Linked DNA regions of Mus musculus: region 1 is linked to region 2. The links are chromatin contacts, called in public Hi-C maps. All regions are on one chromosome and are shown on one strand. The core of a region is the stretch at or near the end of the contact, and the rest is flanking DNA. Distances in the headings are between cores, read along the strand shown.

The links. A called contact is a pair of places that touch in the nucleus more often than the background predicts.
Region 1: a contact with region 2 is called in a Hi-C map of bone marrow-derived macrophages, with 14 read pairs. The contact joins two enhancer-like sites. A contact is called at or near these places in 1 of 15 datasets of contacts at CTCF or cohesin (large pre-B cells), 2 of 484 Hi-C or Micro-C datasets (bone marrow-derived macrophages and nephron progenitors) and 2 of 115 datasets of contacts at active chromatin or transcription factors (astrocytes and fibro-adipogenic progenitors).

The regions. Positions count from the first base shown.
Region 1 is chr12:79,709,714-79,713,296 of GRCm38.p6, reverse strand. The region is part of intron 8 of Rad51b (RAD51 paralog B); the gene reads right to left. Among named protein-coding and RNA genes, the nearest start is that of Gm36048, 87 kb to the left of the region's middle. Within about 2 kb of position 2,041, at least 5 of the 459 cell types and tissues checked have an H3K27ac peak or open chromatin away from gene starts, as enhancers often do. A contact at or near this core is called in bone marrow-derived macrophages, where this site is marked.
Region 2 is chr12:79,356,843-79,360,266 of GRCm38.p6, reverse strand. The region is part of intron 7 of Rad51b (RAD51 paralog B); the gene reads right to left. Among named protein-coding and RNA genes, the nearest start is that of Rad51b, 61 kb to the right of the region's middle. Within about 2 kb of position 1,261, at least 27 of the 459 cell types and tissues checked have an H3K27ac peak or open chromatin away from gene starts, as enhancers often do. A contact at or near this core is called in bone marrow-derived macrophages, where this site is marked.

The DNA of each region.
Region 1 (3,583 bases), core at 792-3,291, 350 kb before region 2:
GAAGTGGGAAGTGGGGGCTAACCAAGCAGTCCGTAGGCTTGGCTTTTGGAAGTGAAGAGTTTGGAACTGTGGTCCAGTCGAGTGCTAGCATGTTGTAATCGGAGCTTAAAGGGTGATTCTGGTGGGAGTGCAGAAAAGCACACTGCAGACAGCCCTGGGGGCAGTGAAGGATGCCCATCCACCTTCAGGGGACACAGACTTACTCCATTCTACATAAGTTCTGAAAATGTGAATAAAGCTGGACTCACACGTAATGGAGTAACTTGTTTGGTAGGAGACATTTTAATATGGTGCCACATTGTGGCTATGGCATGGCTACAGTTCCCATCTTTAAGTCGGGTTTACAGTAAGAATACAAAGCAAGAAGCAGAGACCAAGTTGAGATCAATGTGTGGTTTGGTGAGGAAAAGACTGAACTCAGTTAAAACCGCAGGTAGGGCAGGTGTGGGAAGAGCTCCTAAAGTCATTTAAGAGAAAACTGCAATAAAGAAGAAACCTAAAGGGGCCTGGGGCCACCACTGAAGTGTTTGGCTTGCAGGTAAAAGGCACAATTTTCTTCCTCAGAATCCTCATTTAAAAAAGCAAAGCCAGACCTGATGGCACACTCTTATAAATCCCCACCCTGAAGACGCAGAAACAGGTAGATCCCCGGAGCTAACTGGCCAGCCAGTCTAAGTCACTTGATGAGCTCTAGGCCAGAGAGAGACCCCCTGTCAAAATAAAGCAAAGCAAACCAAGAGTCAAGGCAGACTGTCCCAGAGGAACAACAGCAGGCGCTGTCTGCTGCTCTGGGCGTGCATGTGCACTCACACAGCACAGGCCGCCACAGACACTTCAACAAAACAAAAACAAAAACAAGAGAGAGAGACACACACACACAGTGGAGGAGGAGGAGGAGGAGGAGGAGGAGGAGGAAGAGGAGGGACATAAACTATACTCTATGCTCTGGAACTACTGGAATGGTGCCATGAGTGCAGAACCCCAGAAGACTCCACTCACCAGAAGGTCCAGGGTGTCCACAATACAAATATAATTGAAAAACCTTTATTTAAAATGAGATCACCGACAAGTGAGAGAAAGGTGTCTGAACACAGTGACACATTAGCAATAAGCTGCTTCAACGAAGGCTGCTCAAACTAATTCTCTCCCAGGTCCAGCCTCCCGGGTACATGGATGTTGCTGTACCTGTGGTGAATGGGGCCAGACGACTATATCTACCAAGTTCTGGATTTGAAGAAATACAACACAAAAGGGTTACAGCTTGTGCAGGTTTATGCCAAGGAGGTTCCAGATAGCTTCTGAAGCCAGGCAGGGTTGGGTTCACTGTGTGGATCCCCTGAGTGGGCTGTGCAGGTGAAGCTCAAGTGGCAGTGAAGGCACCCCACAACACTGAAGATGCCGAGAAGTGCAATGTCCTCTTAGGAAAGCTATAGATACCCTGAGGAAGCAGCCGAAGAGAGGTAAAGTGTACTTCAGACACTGTAGGAGCGGTGCTACCCAGGCCTGTTGAAGGCCAGAGGAATCCACTATGAGCACTAGACACTGGGCATGGAACTGAAAGATTTAATGTTTTCCCTGCTGAATCTTGCTTTGGTCAGCTCTTCCCTTGCTATGCCCGAATTCCTTCCTTTGAAATGGGGAGGTTTATTTTACTCTGTATCATTTCATGTTGGAAATAAACAGGAGTTCAGTTAAGAGATGGTCTCCAGTCTCAGAAGAGACTTCACACATTTAAATAGTGTTGCTACTGAAAGATGTTGGAGATCTTTGTGGTTAGACTGAATCCATTTTGCATTATGAGATAGATAGCCACGGGCCAGAGTGTATGGGGCCAGAGGTGGAAAGTTACGGTTTGGATATGAAACCCCCTTAGAGACTTACTTTGTCTTTGAGCACTTGGTCCCTGATGGGGATGCTGCTTTTGTAAGTTATGGAACCTTTAGGATATCAGTCTTTGCTGGAGGAAGTAGGTCACTGGGAGTTGGGCTGTGTTATGGTGAGCTCTACTTCCAACCCTGGTCTCTTTCTGTCTGCTTCCTGGCCCACTAAGTCATGAGCCTGCAGTCTAATGCTCCTGCTGACACAGTCATGAGTCATTCCTACTGCCATGAGTTTTGTTTTATGATGGACTGGACCCCTAATGAAAAGTCCCAAATAATTTCTTCCTCTCTTAAGTTGCTTTTGGTCAGATACTTTGTCATAGCAATGAGAAATGTAACTAATTCAGGAATATAAAAATCACATTTGCCCAGTTGTCATCAGAGAGACTTCAGTCAGCAACTGATGGAAACAGATGCAGAGACCCACACCCAACATTAGACGGAGCTTGGGGAATCCTATAGAATATGGGGGGGGTGGTGGTATTGGAGCCAGAGGGGTCAAGGACACCACAAGAAAACCTACAGAAGTTCATAGGTGTTCACAAAGATGGAACTGCCAACAAGGGAGTCTACATGGGTCTGACTTAGGTCTTCTGTGTGAGACATTGGTATTGGCTAAGGATCCCGAAGACTAAGTTCTCAGCACAAAGGAGATTTATTTGCCCCAGAGGGACAAAGGGCAGAGAATAAGAGACAAAGACAGGAGATAGAGGACAAGGGAGAAGGGAGAGGGAAGAAAGGACAGGGGCAGGGGTACCTGAAAGGGGAGGAAGGAGGGAAAACACAGACAACAAGCTCTTCACTAAGCCCATTGTGGTCCCATCTTAGTCACAAGAGTTCATTTAGGGGCTGGAGAGATGGCTCAGAGGCTAAGAGCACCGACTGCTCTTCCGAAGGTCCTGAGTTCAAATCCCAGCAACCACATGGTGGCTCACAACCATCCATAACAAGATCTGATGCCCTCTTCTGGAGTGTCTGAAGACAGCTACAGTGTACTTACATATAATAAAATTACTTACATCTTTAAATGTAATTACTTACATCTAAAAAAAAAAAGTTCATTTTACCAGAATCCTTGTTTAAGAGCCAGAAGCACACGTGGTGAGCTAGTCTCTTCTTTTTCCATTTTATCTAAAGCAGGAGCTTTCTATGCAGGCCAGGCTGGACTCAGACTTAAGTGATATGTAAATTCTTATAATAGGACATCATCTACGTATAACACCATAAGCAGTAAAAACCATAGCTCCCCCCCCCCCTTTTTTTCTCCTTTTTGAGATTATGATATAGTTCATGTTCCTAATATTGCTTTTTGTAATCTCATGGTCAGGAAAGTTCTGCACTGCTTTAGCTTTATTTATTTATTTATTTATTTATTTATTTATTTATTTATTTAGTTTGTTTTGTGGAAATGGTGATAGGGGAGGAACATGCACATGCACGAATGCACGAGTGTGTGTGTGTGTGTGTGTGTGTGTGTGTGTGTGTGTGTGTGTGTGCACTGTATTATCCTCACAGGAGCTTTATATAGTATTTATATACTATTTAAGTACAGGCCCCAGAGACCTGGGGCTCCTCCATTAACTAATTCTGTCAGGAGTTCAGTTGCTATTTACTTTATCTCTTCTCATGGATCAGTAGTCCCCTGCAGGGAAATGACTCTCAAATGCCCAGACCTCTTTACCCTCTTCACTATACCATCCCCA
Region 2 (3,424 bases), core at 12-2,511:
AGGTCTCTCATTTGGCCCAGACCTAATAAATGTGGCTAGGCTAGCTGGCCAGCAATGCCCATGAACTTCCCTGTCTCAGTCTCCCCCGAGCTGAGATTATGATCGCAGGTTACTACACCCACCTTGTCCTGTGAGTGCTGCAGGTATCATTAGGATCCTTAGGACTACACAGCAAGCACTTTACTGACCATTTCCCTGGGGTTTTCTTTTTACCGACATCAAGGCATCGGGCATCCAAAAAACTCTGTTGAACATTTAATAATTTTAAGGTCTTTAATGGTAACACCCATGTTAGTTTTGACCGCTGTTGTTTGCCTGGCATACAGCATGCCTGGCACACAGTATGTGCTCAAAATCTGTAACTTCAATCCACAGATGAAATTCCTACAGTAGCTGCAGTTCAGACTCAGTATGAGAACTTAGCAATCTACTAAGCATCTGAGACAATTTATCGAGAAAGGGGGATAACAGTTCTCATAGTTATTACAAAGATTAAACAAGTTCTACCACATAAAACATAGAAGATCACAAACACACACGTACATACATATACACACATATGTACACACACACATATGAGCTGGAAAGATGACTCAGTCACTGAGAGCACTGGTTGCTCTTCTAGGGGATCTAGGATTTGATTCCCAGACCCGCACTGTAACTCTAGTTCCAGGGATCTGGCACCCTCCTCTGGCCTCCACAGGTACCAAACATACACACAATGCATACACATACAAGCAGGAAAAACACCCATTCACATAATAAAATAAAATAAAATTTAAAACTAAATTATCCTTAATGTGACCCATGCTACTTGAATGTGTATTTAATGTGAAAACTTGAATTTAAAAATGTGACTACATTATAATTGATGTCATTCAATTTAACTTCATAACCATATTTTTATTAGATAACAAAAAAGGGCCAGAAAAAACTAGGAAGAAATGGAAATATTAAAATACAAAGACAATTAGGGGGGAACCCTCATACATAAGAAAATGTCTTAAAAGAAAATAACTCCTTTACATTTTATAGCTTGAAGCACAAGTAATAATTTCCAAGTGACAAAACTCACACAAATAGAGCAGCTAAGACATTGATTTTTACTGAAGTTATACTCTAGCTCTACCCCCCAAAATTTACTTCTTAAAGGCACTTACATGGATACAAAGTCCTAGGGGCGGGGCTTATCACAATGCACGTTAATCTCTCCTTCCACCCCTACCCCTACACTAGCTTCTTTTAAAAATAAGCCTACAGCGCCATCTACTGTGTCTGCTCTATCACAGCTCTTTTGACCAGCGAGCACTGCAGAAATGAAAACTGAGACTGTCACTTGAAAATCTTCTTCCAGAACAACAATATCAACCAACCAGTTTCCCCAGAGCTCCCAGGGACTAAGCCATCAACCAAGGAGTACACATGGCTCCAGCTGCACACGTTGCAGAGGATGGCCTTGTCATGCATCAATAGGAGGAGAGGTCCTTGGTCCTATGAAGGCTCGATAGATGCCCCAGTGTAGAGAAACTGAAGGTGGGGAGGTGGGAGTGGGTGGGTGGGCGGGTGGAGGAACACCCTCATAGAAGTGGGGTGGGGGGTGGGGTAGGATGGGATAAGGGGTTTCCGGGGGCGGGGGAGGGGAGGGGAACCGGGAAAGGGGATAACATTTGAAATGTAAGTAAAGAAAATATCCAAGAAAGAAAAGAAAATCTCCTTCCAAAGAAATGAAAGAAGCCCTTCTTCCCCCAGCATATACATTTATATAATATTCTTAGGCTTTTCTTTCCCCCTCCTTACTAAATAGAACTGACCATTAAAAAAAAAAATTCACAGTAGAGACCAGATAGCTCCTTTGTATGCTAAAGGAACAGCAATAATGATCTTTGTTGTTGCTGCTGCTGCTGCTGCTATTGTTATTGATTTGCCTTTGCAGTGCTGAGGAATCAAATCCAAAAAATCTCTATATTAGAGAAAAAGAAAATAAGCTACTGAGGAATTATTAAATATTTTGTTCAAGTCACAGAGCTAGTGAATGACCAGACACTCAGAGTAAATTTTTACACACAATATTTGTGTTACTGTCAGTGGATTCCCACTAATCACACTCTGGTCTCCAGAACTTCAGAGAACAAGCTCTACACGATGCTATTTATTCATTTCCCACATTCTAGCACCATTCCACCTTTCCAGTGTCCTTGTCAGGAGTCGGAGTATAGTCTACATCTACTTTTAGAAACTATTCTCTTGTGCTGAGAATGTACTAAAATACCTAGGCCCTACCCTGAAGGTTCTAATTCAGTGTGTCAGAATCAAGAAGTCGTTTTGTCTCTTTGTTTCTTTCGGGTTTTGCAATACTGAGATCAAACATTGACCTAGTGCACGCTAGGCAAGAGCTCTATCACTGAGCTACATCACCAGCCCTACAATATGAAATCTTTGTTTTTAACAAGTGGCCTCCAATGAACCTGGCGGAACCAGTCTGAGGCCTTGCATTTAGATCCATGGAGATTGGGGTGTGTGGGGTGGGCGGTGGCTTGGGCTATTCAGTCAGAATATTACTCACAAAAGAATTCCTCTACTTTTGGGTAAAGCTTCTCCTGATTTTTCAATTTGAAGTGTTTAAACTTAGAGAACTGTGAAAATACAAAGGTGTCACAAAATTAAAACATTTGAAGGACTCTTATTATGACTTTTGAAAGAAAGTATACAATTGGTAAATGCAAAACTTTAAATTGTTTTGTAATAATCTCAGAAGAGTACGGAAGGAATGAAGTCTTCCTGTTCTGTATACAAGTCCTTTTCTGGCCCTCTAAACACCTGACTCTCTACAGTGGTTTTCCAAAATCACTCCAGGGATTCCAACTCTCGGAGGTGAGGGAGCCCAAGAAGCCAGCCCCATCTTCTCCTTGCTTAGTTAAAACAAAGGTTCCATGACTCTCCTCCCCTCTCCAGCCCCCTTGACTCCTGTTTGTGTGTTTCGTGTGAGTTGTTTACGACCACACAAATCCTTTCCTAATGCAAGGATACCTACAGCCTGCCAGCCCTCAGTGCCTGTGACAGTGTCTCTCTTACGTTTTCAACTCCCAGAATCTTTGTAGTTTCTAGGCACCAGTGTACTAAGGGACTCTCTAAGTAGTGTACAACATCCGGCTTTTTCTAATAATGCTTGAAGATGGAAAAGGAGATTGTGGAAGAGGTGTGGTGTGTGGACCTGGGGCTGGGGCTCATTGGTAATGTGCTCTTGACATGTATAATGCAATGGTTTCAATCCCATGAATAAGTAGCCTATAACGGGATGGATATGTTAACATGCCTCTGTAATGTACATAGATAGATGAGTCACATTTGTGAGCTGTATCAGTGAAGAACTTATTCTACTACTATTACACAAACATCCTTTCGATATCTCATGGTAGTTTCCTTG